Regions from separate parts of the Zea mays genome. Here regions 1, 2 and 4 are each linked to region 3. The links are chromatin contacts, called in public Hi-C maps. All regions are on one chromosome and are shown on one strand. Each heading gives the region's core, a stretch centred on a gene start, on an enhancer-like site or on the middle of the called end of the contact. The rest is flanking DNA. Distances are from core to core; before and after follow the strand shown. Region 1 holds the start of LOC100502278 (Ribonucleoside-diphosphate reductase). Region 2 holds the start of LOC100279593. Region 3 holds the start of LOC100383412. Region 4 holds the start of LOC100191947 (proteasome C9 1).

The links. Hi-C and Micro-C count contacts between places; a contact is called where the count stands out from the background.
Region 1: a Hi-C map of ear shows a contact between it and region 3, with 4 times the contacts expected there. The contact joins the promoter of LOC100502278 here to the promoter of LOC100383412 in region 3. A contact is called at or near these places in 3 of 25 Hi-C or Micro-C datasets (ear and leaf).
Region 2: a contact with region 3 is called in a Hi-C map of tassel, with 2.4 times the contacts expected there. The contact joins the promoter of LOC100279593 here to the promoter of LOC100383412 in region 3. A contact is called at or near these places in 2 of 25 Hi-C or Micro-C datasets (ear and tassel).
Region 4: a contact with region 3 is called in a Hi-C map of endosperm, with 2.8 times the contacts expected there. The contact joins the promoter of LOC100191947 here to the promoter of LOC100383412 in region 3. A contact is called at or near these places in 3 of 25 Hi-C or Micro-C datasets (ear, endosperm and tassel).

Annotation. Positions count from the first base shown.
Region 1 is chr6:90,697,584-90,700,602 of Zm-B73-REFERENCE-NAM-5.0, reverse strand. LOC100502278 (Ribonucleoside-diphosphate reductase) reads left to right here and starts at 1,762. Exons shown (of 17, transcript NM_001363257.1): 1 at 1,762-2,092; 2 at 2,199-2,260; 3 at 2,369-2,456; 4 at 2,656-2,919; 5 at 2,997-3,019. The coding sequence starts at 1,865.
Region 2 is chr6:91,333,520-91,336,435 of Zm-B73-REFERENCE-NAM-5.0, reverse strand. LOC100279593 reads left to right here and starts at 1,586. Exons shown (of 6, transcript NM_001152590.1): 1 at 1,586-2,110; 2 at 2,339-2,566; 3 at 2,685-2,916. The coding sequence starts at 2,736. It overlaps LOC100280291, which reads left to right. Exons shown (of 11, transcript NM_001153218.1): 8 at 1-25; 9 at 242-273; 10 at 401-442; 11 at 593-1,096. The coding sequence ends at 637.
Region 3 is chr6:91,058,603-91,061,417 of Zm-B73-REFERENCE-NAM-5.0, reverse strand. LOC100383412 reads left to right here and starts at 1,303. Exons shown (of 8, transcript NM_001176065.1): 1 at 1,303-2,310; 2 at 2,639-2,815. The coding sequence starts at 1,378.
Region 4 is chr6:90,582,645-90,585,609 of Zm-B73-REFERENCE-NAM-5.0, reverse strand. It overlaps LOC100191947 (proteasome C9 1), which reads left to right and starts at 1,258. Exons shown (of 1, transcript NM_001137371.1): 1 at 1,258-2,230. The coding sequence starts at 1,330. The coding sequence ends at 2,082.

The DNA.
Region 1 (3,019 bases), core at 513-3,012, 360 kb after region 3:
ACTAGAGCAAAAGAATACACTTCAAAGACATAATCAAAGCATCAAATCCTCTCCAAGTTCCAAAATCAAATCAAGTGCTTAGTGACTTATCCATTCAATAATACAACAGGAAGCCTAAGTACTAGGCCACGGTCGACAACAACCAGATTGTCAACGTGCAACACCACACAGGCACAAGCACGTACATAGCAACCACCAAGACACAACAGCAACAACGCCATACCACCACCACCGGGGTAGAACAGAAAGCCGACGTCCCAGACGAGACCAGCACAACCCGATCCCCTCTTAGGCCTAGTTTGGATACTCTTGGATTGAAGTGGTTTGGAGGGATTAGAGGGTATTTAAATCCTCAATAGGTCAAAAACTCTCACGATACATCTCAATCCACTCCATTCTCTCTTATTCCTAGAGTACCCAAACAAAGCCTTAATCCACTGCAACACGGATACTAGTTGGATAAACGACACCACCACACGATGGATTTAAAGGGAATGAAGGCCAGGACACCCGGAATCGAGCGGATCCATGGTGAACTAGATGGAGCTATAGGTGTACATTTGGGCCGGGCCTGATGGGCCGGCCCGAAGCACGAAAAAAAAGCACGGCTCAGGCACGACACGAAATATTTTAGTGCCGTCCGGCACGGCCCGATATATCGGGCTGGGTTTGGGCCGAGGTCACGGCCCATGGGCGGGCACGAGCACGACCCGTTTAAGGCAGACACGAAATGGCCCATATAGAGGCACGAAAAGACCCATATATTTATTAAAATCACACTTCATTCCACACTTTCATTTACTTGATAAAGAACACAAAGCTATAGATAATGTTAGTTAAATATTTTTTGTAGCTTTGAATTAGAGTATGTGATGTAATTTTATTTTTTGTTATGAACATTAGATAATAAACTGAACTTACGAACTTTATTTAGAGCTGATTATACTCTTTTTCTTTCTAACAAAATGATTTGTAAACGAGGTAGTTATTGCATAGCTCTAGTAACTTAATACAAATATTAAGTTTGCTTTTGGTCAAATTTATTTGTCTTATCTTTTATTTGTTTTATTAAATTTGTTTTGAATTTCGGGCCCTGATGTGAATTTCGGGCCAAAAACTGAATTTCGGACCCTAATGTGAATTTCAGGCTTTTATAATTTCGGGCCGCCCGAAATAAGCCCGACACGTTTAAGCAATTACGGGCCGGGCCATAGGCCGAGGGCTAGGCCCATGGGCCGGCCCTGCACGGCCTGAAATTCAAACGAGTCGGACCGGCTTGAAATTCAAACAATACGGGCCTTTTCAGACTTGATTCGGACCGGGCCGGGCCGGGCGGCCCGAATATACACCTATAGATGGAGCAGCCACTCAAATAGAGGTGAAAAGAGTCAGATGCGCAAGAAGCGGTCAGCACACCGCCGTCCGAGCTCGCCTCCCCTTGCGAGGCCCTCTGAGCCTCCCGGCTCGTGGCAGATCGTGGGAGGCTGGGCTGTTTGCCTTTGGGCCTTATTGCCAAGCACGGTCAGCACCCTTTTATTTTTTTATGTCTATTTCTGCTGCCGTTTTTAGTTGGAAAATAAAGGAAAAATCCTCCAAATAGACAACAATCCAAACCCATACATTTTCTTCTCCAGCGCGCATAAAAAAAAACCTCCACCTCCAGCTCCGCTTCATTACTTACTCTTTGCCTCTTTCCGCGCCGCGAAGGCGTTTAAATCCGCCCCCAAACCCTACTGCCCCCCTCCCATCCCTGCCCCTCCCCCCGCCCCACCTCAATACAATCCTCTGCTCGCGTTCTCTCGTCCCGGCGGCGGCGTAGGCGCGCGCACCAGGTGTTCGACGGGAGTTTTCGCCACCGCGGAAGATGTACGTGGTCAAGCGGGACGGCCGCCAGGAGACAGTGCACTTCGACAAGATCACGGCGCGCCTCAAGAAGCTCAGCTACGGCCTTAGCCAGGACCACTGCGACCCGGTGCTCGTCGCGCAGAAGGTCTGCGCGGGGGTCTACAAGGGCGTCACCACCAGCCAGCTCGACGAGCTCGCCGCCGAGACCGCGGCGGCCATGACTGCGTCCCACCCCGACTACGCCTCGGTGAGGAACCCACCGTGAAATCCCCCCTTGGTTTCAACTCTCATGTCTGTCTTTGTTGTCCTGACGTGGGGTTGGTTTCCTCTCTTCTCTATCGTGATTCGTGAAGTTGGCGGCGAGGATTGCTGTGTCTAACCTGCACAAGAACACAAAGAAGTCCTTCTCGGAGACGTAAGTGGCAGCTCAATTTGGTTTAATTTCATTCATTCATATTGTCAGGGTGAAGGCTGGATTAGTTGGATTGGGTTGTGAGTTGGAATGTGGCCGTTGTGGATGCAGGATTAAGGACATGTACAGGCACTTTAACGAGAGGTCTGGGCTGATGGCCCCTCTGGTCGCTGAAGATGTTTATGAAATCATCATGAATGTGAGATTCTAGTTGCTCCTGGCACATTTCTGACAGAGCATCTGTGTAGATAATGCCGATGTGTTTCTGGCAGTTGAATTTACTGTTGCATTCCTTTTTTTATTAAGGTTGTTTATCTCATACAGTAAATCTGTTGTGCCCTTCACTCACCTTGATGTAAATTGGCCCTCATATCGCTCCAAATGCTGTTACATTTCAGAATGCTGCTCGCTTGGACAGTGAAATAATTTATGATAGGGATTTCGACTATGACTACTTTGGCTTCAAAACTCTGGAGAGGTCTTACCTCTTGAAGCTTGGTGGGAAGGTCGTTGAAAGGCCTCAGCACATGCTGATGAGGGTTTCAGTGGGAATACACAAGGAAGACATTGAGTCTGCCATTAGGACGTACCATCTGATGTCCCAGCGCTGGTTTACACATGCATCACCAACACTTTTCAACGCTGGCACACCGAGGCCCCAAGTACTGTCTTGCTTCCTGCCAGACGATGTCATTGTGGGTTGAAATTGTTTACTTACTGTTTCTTTTCTGTGATGCAGTTAAGCAGCTGTTTTCTTATATG
Region 2 (2,916 bases), core at 337-2,836, 270 kb before region 3:
AAACAGCCAGCAGGGATCAAGAAGGGTAAGTTCACTGAAGTGACATGCATCTTCTGTAGTAGACATCTACTAACATTAGTGTGCTATCATTTGGTGTAAGCATCCAAAGACATCTGACCAATTTCGTTTGGGAAGATGTGTGCTAGTACAAGTGAAGAACTCTTAGGGTTGTTTGCGAGATAAGCTTTCAGTTTCATTTGTATAGGCTGGGGGCACTGACCAGTGTGTTTTCCGAATGCAGTTAGCGGAACTCGGGGAAAGAAAAAACCAAAGGTACCATTTTATGTGATTCTATGTTGCTTTCCCTTGGTAGATGGATTTGAAGTGTCGGTCATTGTTTGCTTACTCTGTATAAATGCGTATTTGATTGAGGACCTTCGGTCATTTCATCGTGTTACAGGTGGGAGAAGATGAAATCGAAGAGCTCTCAAGTTCCTCCCAGGTTTGTTGCTAGATACGCATCGTGTTGTTTGTTACTTGTAGGCATTTTAGCAGCGGGTTTCCTTACAAGAAACCGCGCATCATGGTGCCTGATATTTTGAGCACAAACAAAGGCTGTGTGTGCTTATCTATGTGATTGCAAATGGTACAGGATAACGACGCAGATGATGATAGTGACGAGGACTGGGCCGAATAATGCGATGGTACAGACGACGGATAGGTTGGGCCGTTGGGGAAGCATATGCATAATTGATGTGCGGCTGAAGAGAAGGATGGATTGGGGGATGGCACAGAAACTGCCTGTTTTCATGGACTGGTTTGGCTGGTCATGTCTGACGACGGATCTAGAATATGGAATATCCTGATCTGTTGTCAAGCTGAGTCCATGAAACGTTGGTTGATGAAACATTAGTTAGTCAGAAGCGGGTTTGTTTGTAGTTAGGAACTAGGAACACACACACCCGAGGTTGTGATGGGGTTGCATACTTGGACTAGCCATTCCCATTCATCTGTCTGTACTCTGTTCGACTGTTCCTTTGTGTGGCTCACACCTGTTGTGTTTCTGATGGTGGTCATTTCTCCAGCCAGGGGCAAAGAACACACTGCGTTTCGCTGATCCTTTAATTCAGACCCATAGTCCTTTTTTTTCTTCAGCACATTCTGATGTGGCTCTTTGTATTGCAGACTGTATCATGGTATCAGATTGGTTTCGACTTGAAACCCCTCTCTCTTCATTACGCGTGTTTCTGATCTTCTTGTTTTGGAGTCAGATCAGATCGGAAGCAGGAGAGGAGAATATCCGAGATAGATACCCTTTCCAAGAGGAGAGATTCCGCGGGGATTCTGAGTAGCCTTCGGAGTTCGGAGCGGTGGGGCTGGGGCGTGCGGGCGCGGACCGGCCTCACCTCCCTTCCCCTATTTTGGTCCTCCTCCCTCCCCTTGCGTTCACAGGCCCTATATAACATTAGCTAGATTCCTCCTCCCTCCTTCCTCACGGCTGCTGCTGCCCTGCCCTGCCCTGGTACGCGTCCCTCCCCTCTCCTCGTTTCTTGCTTGCACGCGCGCGCCGTGAATCGCCACATCCCCATATCCGTACCTACCCCCACGCGTTTTCATTCAACCAATCCAATCTCTTCCCGGCCCCCTCTGCTCTGCAATCTCCCTCCCGTGAGGGAGGTGGTGGGGTTCCTGCTTTCCTGGAACAAGCAAATCCTTGCTTGCCGGTTCGTCTCCCGACGATGGTGGGAGACGAAAGCAAAAGAGAAAGCGCCGTCCTTTTTCCGCCCGCCGCCTCGCTTTCAATTCCCCACCGCCCTCCCGTGCCTACTTTCGTTTTCCCTTTCTTTTTTTCTTCTCGCTTTTCCCCTTCTCCTACGCCTCTGCAAATTGCCGTATGCATAGTCTGATTTCTTCTTTTTCTTTACTATGATAGACTTGCTCAATGTTTCTTCTCCTTCTGAATTCTAATGGCTTGCTCAATGTTTTCTTTAACTTCTTCTAAATTCTAGTTTGTTTTTTTCCTACATACATATGCAGGAGTAAGGAAGCCGACACCACTTGGAGTTGCTGCCAACTACCGGGCTCGGCTGTCAAATTCTCTATCTGGCAGCCAGCCCGTGTCCAATTCCAACTCCACCGGTGGTAAACCATCGACAGCAGGAGCAGGGAGGTAAACCATCTTCTGCTCTGCCGTATTGTTGACCATGACAAAGACACATGATTCTTCGGTCCCACTCTTGGGGTCAAATGTGAAACACATAAATAATGTGGCAGACAACACTTTGTTCCAAGTCCCAGTTTGGCTACACACCACATGATTCTTCTTCTTTTCTTCAAAAAGAAACAAATAAAAAAAATTCAGTTTATGCAACTAACCCTTGTTGTTCCTGTGAATCAGGGCAGGCTGCACAAGAAAAGAGCATCATTCCTGCTGATCGGCTCGGCTCCACTCCACCCCGAATAAAATGGCTTCCTTCTCGGGACATCTCCACCGCCCCCTGTCCGCCATGGCCGTGGCCGCCTTCGCCGCCGTCTCCTCCCACGAGCTTCCCGACAAGCTGTCCCACCACAGGCTTCCTGATGCCAGCACAGGCACGGACGCGCTCGCCTCGCTTCCATTGACCAGGTCAGATGTTCCCGCAGCGCCTTCGGCATCTGCCCTTTCTGGCGCGCAGCTATTGCCACGGGACCTCCACAGCTTGCGTCTGCTGAAGGCGCCCTTCGCGTCTGTGCCGGTCATGCAGACGGTGTACCAGTACGCCAACTTTGCCAAAACCTCGGGACAGGCCGATGCGATGCCTGCAATTCCTTCCTCGCCGTCCGATGTGCTGTACCGCTGGCACCTGCCAGACCCCAGGGTCTATGCCGACTTCCCTGACAAGTCTCAGACGGTCGTGGTCCTTCTTGGTTGGTTGGGCTCAAGGCAGAAGCACCTCAAGAGATATGCCGATTGGTACACCTCCAGGGGCTTCCATG
Region 3 (2,815 bases), core at 54-2,553:
AGACCCACATGTAGAATATTTAGCCCACATACATACCCTAATAGAGTAAATACCCATCGGGTTAACGAGTATGGGTGAAGGTGGAACATTTTAATACCCGTTTACCCATTGGGTGAAGATTTTGTCCAATAACAGACCCACGAGTAGAATATTTAGCCCATATATATACCTAATAGAGTAAATATCCATCGGGTATCGGGTCGCGGGTACCCATTGCCATCACTAAGATGTGGTATTACCATCTTTTGAGCCTTGTAACATAATGGTATGTGAAAGCTAGAAGTGCGTTCGACTCGCCAAAATAGTTGAATCTATAGAGATAAAATACTATCCAAGCTGTAGCCATAGTTGGATTAAAGTCACATCGAAGCCATGTATTCTGCTCCGTCAACGATAATTATTTTAATGTGGCCCATCCCTATCAAATGTGGATAAAAAGTCAGAACAAAGAGTAGTTTTTCCATAAAAATAAATAAACCCAAATGGAAAGAGAAGGCGACCGACCGTCCATTGCATTCCCATCTTACTTTTTCTTTCCTTCTTTCTCACCAAACAAAACCAAACCAAAAACCGATGGAATGAAAAGTCGTATTCCATTCAGTTTTTGTCTACTAACTAGGGTTTGCCGCGGATCCGGTCCCTCCTCCACTAACATAAGTCGCCATCCCCGCCGCTGCAGTTCGAGCTCCGACCGGTCCCACGCCGGATCTACCCGGTGTCGTCCTCGACTTTCGCCGTTAGTCCCCTCAAGGAAAGGAAAGAAGGAGAGGGATGACGTGGTTCCGCGCCGCATCGGGTGCCGCCCGCCTCGCCCTCCGCCGCAGCCTCGCCACCCGCACGCCGCCAGCCGCCGCCACCCGATGCGGCCGCTGCTTCCACTCCACCGCTATGCGTCCCCGCTCCGCCGCCCCCGTGCCCCGGGCCGTCCCGCTCTCGCGCCTCTCTGACAGCTTCCTCGACGGTACCAGCAGCGTCTACCTCGAGGAGCTCCAGCGGACCTGGGAGGCTGACCCTTCCTCCGTCGACGAGTCATGGGACAACTTCTTCCGCAACTTCGTCGCCCAGGCCTCTCCTTCCGCCGGCGTCTCCGGCCAGACCATCCAGGAGAGCATGCAGCTCCTCCTCCTCGTCAGGGCCTACCAAGTCAACGGCCACATGATGGCCAAGCTCGACCCCCTGGGCCTCGACGACAGAGCCGTCCCCGAAGATCTCCGCCTCGGCCTCTACGGCTTCACAGAGGCCGACCTCGATAGGGAGTTCTTCCTCGGCGTCTGGAGGATGTCCGGTTTTCTCTCCGAGAACCGCCCCGTGCTCACACTCCGTGAGATCCTCAACAAGCTCCAGCAGGCATACTGTGGACCCATCGGCTACGAGTACATGCACATCCCTGATAGAGACAAGTGCAACTGGCTCAGGGAAAAGATCGAGACTGCCAAGCCCAAGGAATATAACAAGGACCGCCGCCTTGTCATGCTTGACAGGCTTATCTGGAGCACCCAGTTTGAGAATTTCCTAGCCACCAAGTGGGCCACCGCCAAGAGGTTTGGCCTTGAGGGTGGTGAGACGCTCATCCCTGGCATGAAGGAGATGTTCGATAGGGCTGCTGACCTCGGTGTTGAGAACATTGTCATCGGTATGCCGCATAGGGGAAGGCTCAATGTCCTTGGTAATGTCGTTCGCAAGCCACTGTCTCAGATATTCAGCGAGTTCACTGGCGGCACAAGGCCTGTTGAAGGCGAAGATGGTCTCTACACCGGAACTGGTGATGTCAAGTACCACCTGGGTACCTCCTATGATCGCCCAACTCGAGGCGGCAACAGGATCCATTTGTCCTTGGTTGCCAATCCCAGCCATCTGGAAGCCGTTGATCCTGTTGTCATTGGCAAGACGCGTGCTAAGCAGTTCTACTCCAATGATGCTGACAGGACAAAGAACATGGGTATTCTGATCCACGGAGATGGCAGCTTTGCTGGCCAGGGTGTGGTCTATGAGACACTCCATCTAAGTGCCCTCCCAAACTACACTACTGGTGGAACCATTCATATTGTTGTCAATAACCAAGTTGCCTTTACGACTGATCCAAGAGCTGGCAGGTCCTCCCAGTACTGCACAGATGTTGCCAAAGCCCTGAATGCTCCTATATTCCATGTAAATGGCGACGATTTAGAGGCTGTTGTTTGTGTTTGTGAGCTTGCAGCGGAGTGGCGCCAGACTTTCCACTCCGATGTGGTGGTTGATCTGATTTGCTACCGCCGTTTCGGGCATAACGAAATTGATGAACCTTCCTTCACACAGCCAAAAATGTATCAGGTAACCCTATCACTACTGGTTCATATTGTTTTTGTATGTTATTTTTACATTTTCTCATAAGTTGGTACTTGACACATTTGCAGCTCTTAATTCATTCTTGTTTTTTATAAGCTGGCTGCGCTTGTGCATATATTTCTGCTAACTCATTGTCCAATTTCTTATGCTGTTCTGTTTTGTTGTTTCTTGGAGGAAAGCTAATTAAGTTGGTTGTTTTAGAACTAACAAAAGAAATAAAAACATATTTTGTTCTCTCTATCTCCCCCCTCCATTCTCAATGTGTTTAGCGCGTTGCTGAACCCTGATGACCGATGAGCATTATCTGTGACAGGTCATTAAGAACCATCCCAGCTCATTGAAGCTTTATGAGCAGAAACTGCTAGGAACGGGTGAAGTCATGAAAGAAGATGTCCAGAGGATCCATGACAAGGTGAACCGAATCTTGAACGAAGAGTTTGCTAAGAGCAAAGACTACGTTCCCAACAAGAGGGATTGGCTCTCAGCTTAC
Region 4 (2,965 bases), core at 9-2,508, 480 kb after region 3:
TCATCAACAAATATGATCCTTCCATTTTTACTATAAAGATACGACAATATGTCATGGGCGGTCTCCTTTGTGCATGATCTCCTTGAACACCTTATCACTTAGTCATTGATATAGATTGTTAGTAGTTTAGTGTTCAAGATGTAAATAGTTATTTTTCGATTAGGTGAGATCTTTCCTTTTCTAATCAAAGGGTATGAGAAAATTCTACGCTCACGACACACTAGAATTTTGCATCAACAACAAAGAAACAATAACTCACAAAACCTTTCCACTATGCAAAGTGTGTGCCACAAAAAATGTGTGGAGCACAAGTAACCTCTAGCCCTTTTAGCTGCCAGCCTACTTACTCTCGGATCAATTAAGACCACTAAATAAGAAATCAGAGCCTGATACCATTTATAGGGTCAAGATGCCAGACTAGAGGTAGACTAGACGAGGTGAACAGTACTTTCAAAAACTAATTACGTTGACTAATTAAAATAAATATAGAATTAATACAATTTGGTCTAGCGAATACTACACACCTCTGTCTATCACAACCATCTTACAAAAGATCCTAATCGAAGCAACTAAGGTGTCGAGCTAGTGAGACATCATCTACGCAAGTCTAGTTAGCAAGATTACACAAACCTACGTAGCTAGCAATCTAAATATTCCATGACTATATGTTCTAAATACACGAGCGTGCCCCTTACAAGAGACCTGTAGAGACAGGTGTGGCCACGTGACAAGAGCGCATCCTTCAAGCGCGCTGTTGGAGCACGGTCAGTGAGAACACAACAACTTAGCTCTAGGCACGTCCATGAATATACCACTTCAGGCAAGCAAGGCATGAAGATGATGGGTATGACCAGCTAGGACGATGGTAAACACCATCGACTAGATAAGGGGCGAGTGTAATCAATTAGCGTGGTCGACCGGTGAGCAGGGTGGTGCAAGGCACAACCGATGGCTATGGCTAGATAAGCGTGAGAAGAAATAAGAGATAGAATGACAAAAAGTAAGAATAAACCAATATGCTAGATTTGTTAATTTGAGTTGATGCAATTTAATCGAAGTAAAGCTGACAATTTTACTATCTTCACTAAATTTGAGTTGATGTAATTTAATCGAACGTCTAGATTTATTAATTTAATAAATTTAGATTTTTATGTGTAATCTGACAATTTTTAGTGAAGTAAAGCTGTTTTTACCGAATCTGAATTTGAATCTGGAGCTGGTTAGCTTCTGCCGAGTCGCTCCCCCTTCCAGGGTCTCAAACGCAAACCCCAATCTCGGCGTCACCGCCCCAAATCTAGCAAACGGAAATCCCATCTCGCCGCCGCCGCGATGTCTCGCCGCTATGACAGTCGCACGACGATCTTCTCGCCGGAGGGGCGTCTCTACCAGGTGGAGTACGCGATGGAGGCGATCGGCAACGCCGGGTCAGCCCTCGGGATCCTGGCGGCCGACGGCGTAGTCCTGGTCGGCGAGAAGAAGGTGACCTCCAAGCTCCTCCAGACCTCCCGCTCCGCCGAGAAGATGTACAAGATCGACTCCCACCTGGCGTGCGCTGTGGCAGGGATCATGTCCGACGCCAACATCCTCATCAACACCGCCCGCCTCCACGCCCAGCGCTACGCGCTCTCCTACCAGGAGCCCATCCCCGTCGAGCAGCTCGTCCAGTCCCTCTGCGACACCAAGCAGGGTTACACCCAGTTTGGTGGCCTCCGCCCCTTTGGGGTCTCCTTCCTATTCGCCGGTTGGGACAAGCACCACGGTTTCCAGCTCTACATGAGCGACCCATCTGGCAACTACGGCGGGTGGAAGGCCGCCGCTGTTGGGGCCAACAGCCAGGCCGCGCAGTCCATGCTCAAGCAGGACTACAAGGACGCCTTGACCCGCGAGGAGGCCGTCGGTCTCGCGCTCAAGGTCCTCAGCAAGACCATGGACTCCACCAGCTTGACTGCCGAGAAGCTGGAGCTGGCCGAGGTATTTCTGCAGCCCGACACCGGGGAGGTACAGTACCAGGTGTGCTCTCCTGAGGCGCTGGGGAAGCTGCTTGCAAACTCCGGCCTGACACAGCCAACACCCGAGGCATAATGTACTGGTTTGCAGTGGCATGTGATGCCTTCTACTGCTCTTAGACATGGTTTAAGCAGTTATGCTTCTGTTGTGTGAACTTAAATATTCGACAATTATGTGTTCTATTTTTGTGTTGAGCATCCTTGATCCGTTAATGTTTCATCTGTAATAGTGCATTGCATTGAATTGGTTGCAAATTGTTGATCTCTATCTGCTCTGCTTTATTGTTGTCACGATTATGGAGCATGTGGATGTTGGACAGTGGAACAGGGGAAGGTAGGTTCAGGTCTACTAGGGCAATTTGAGGCACCTGGATGATGCTTAGTAAACATGGGAAATTGTTGAGATTAGGACTTGTGACAGGCAAGTGCACATGACTAAGTTGAGATCGTATATGCCACTAAACTTCTGGTGATTTTAATCCTATGGATGATGCTACTACTATCATCAATTGTGCTTAGTTAACCATGCAAATGGTAGGTTCTTCTGGGTATAAGACATTTTGACTTCTCAAGATACATTCCCTAGGCATAGTGTATATCTAAATAGTAGATACATGATAAATGTTATGTATCTATAAAAGCTAAAATGTCTTATGATTTGGTACGGAGGTAGTATATGCTTCTGCTGTGCTTGAATTGTTGTTTGTGGTCATATAATTGTTTAACCAAAATCAAGGTTCATGTCAGTGTTTTCGGTCAACCATTCTTGAAAAACAGCCTTTTCTATTTTGTCTGATCCAGTTTACCTAGATGGCTTAATGCCATGCATCTTGGGCATTCAACATTTTAGACTGTAGTTTTTAGGAGGGGTTTAGTTATGGTTCTCTCTCACAACAAGATAATAACTTCTGTGATTTGGTTGTTAGTATTGATTTGGCAATATATTTTTATGACGAGCC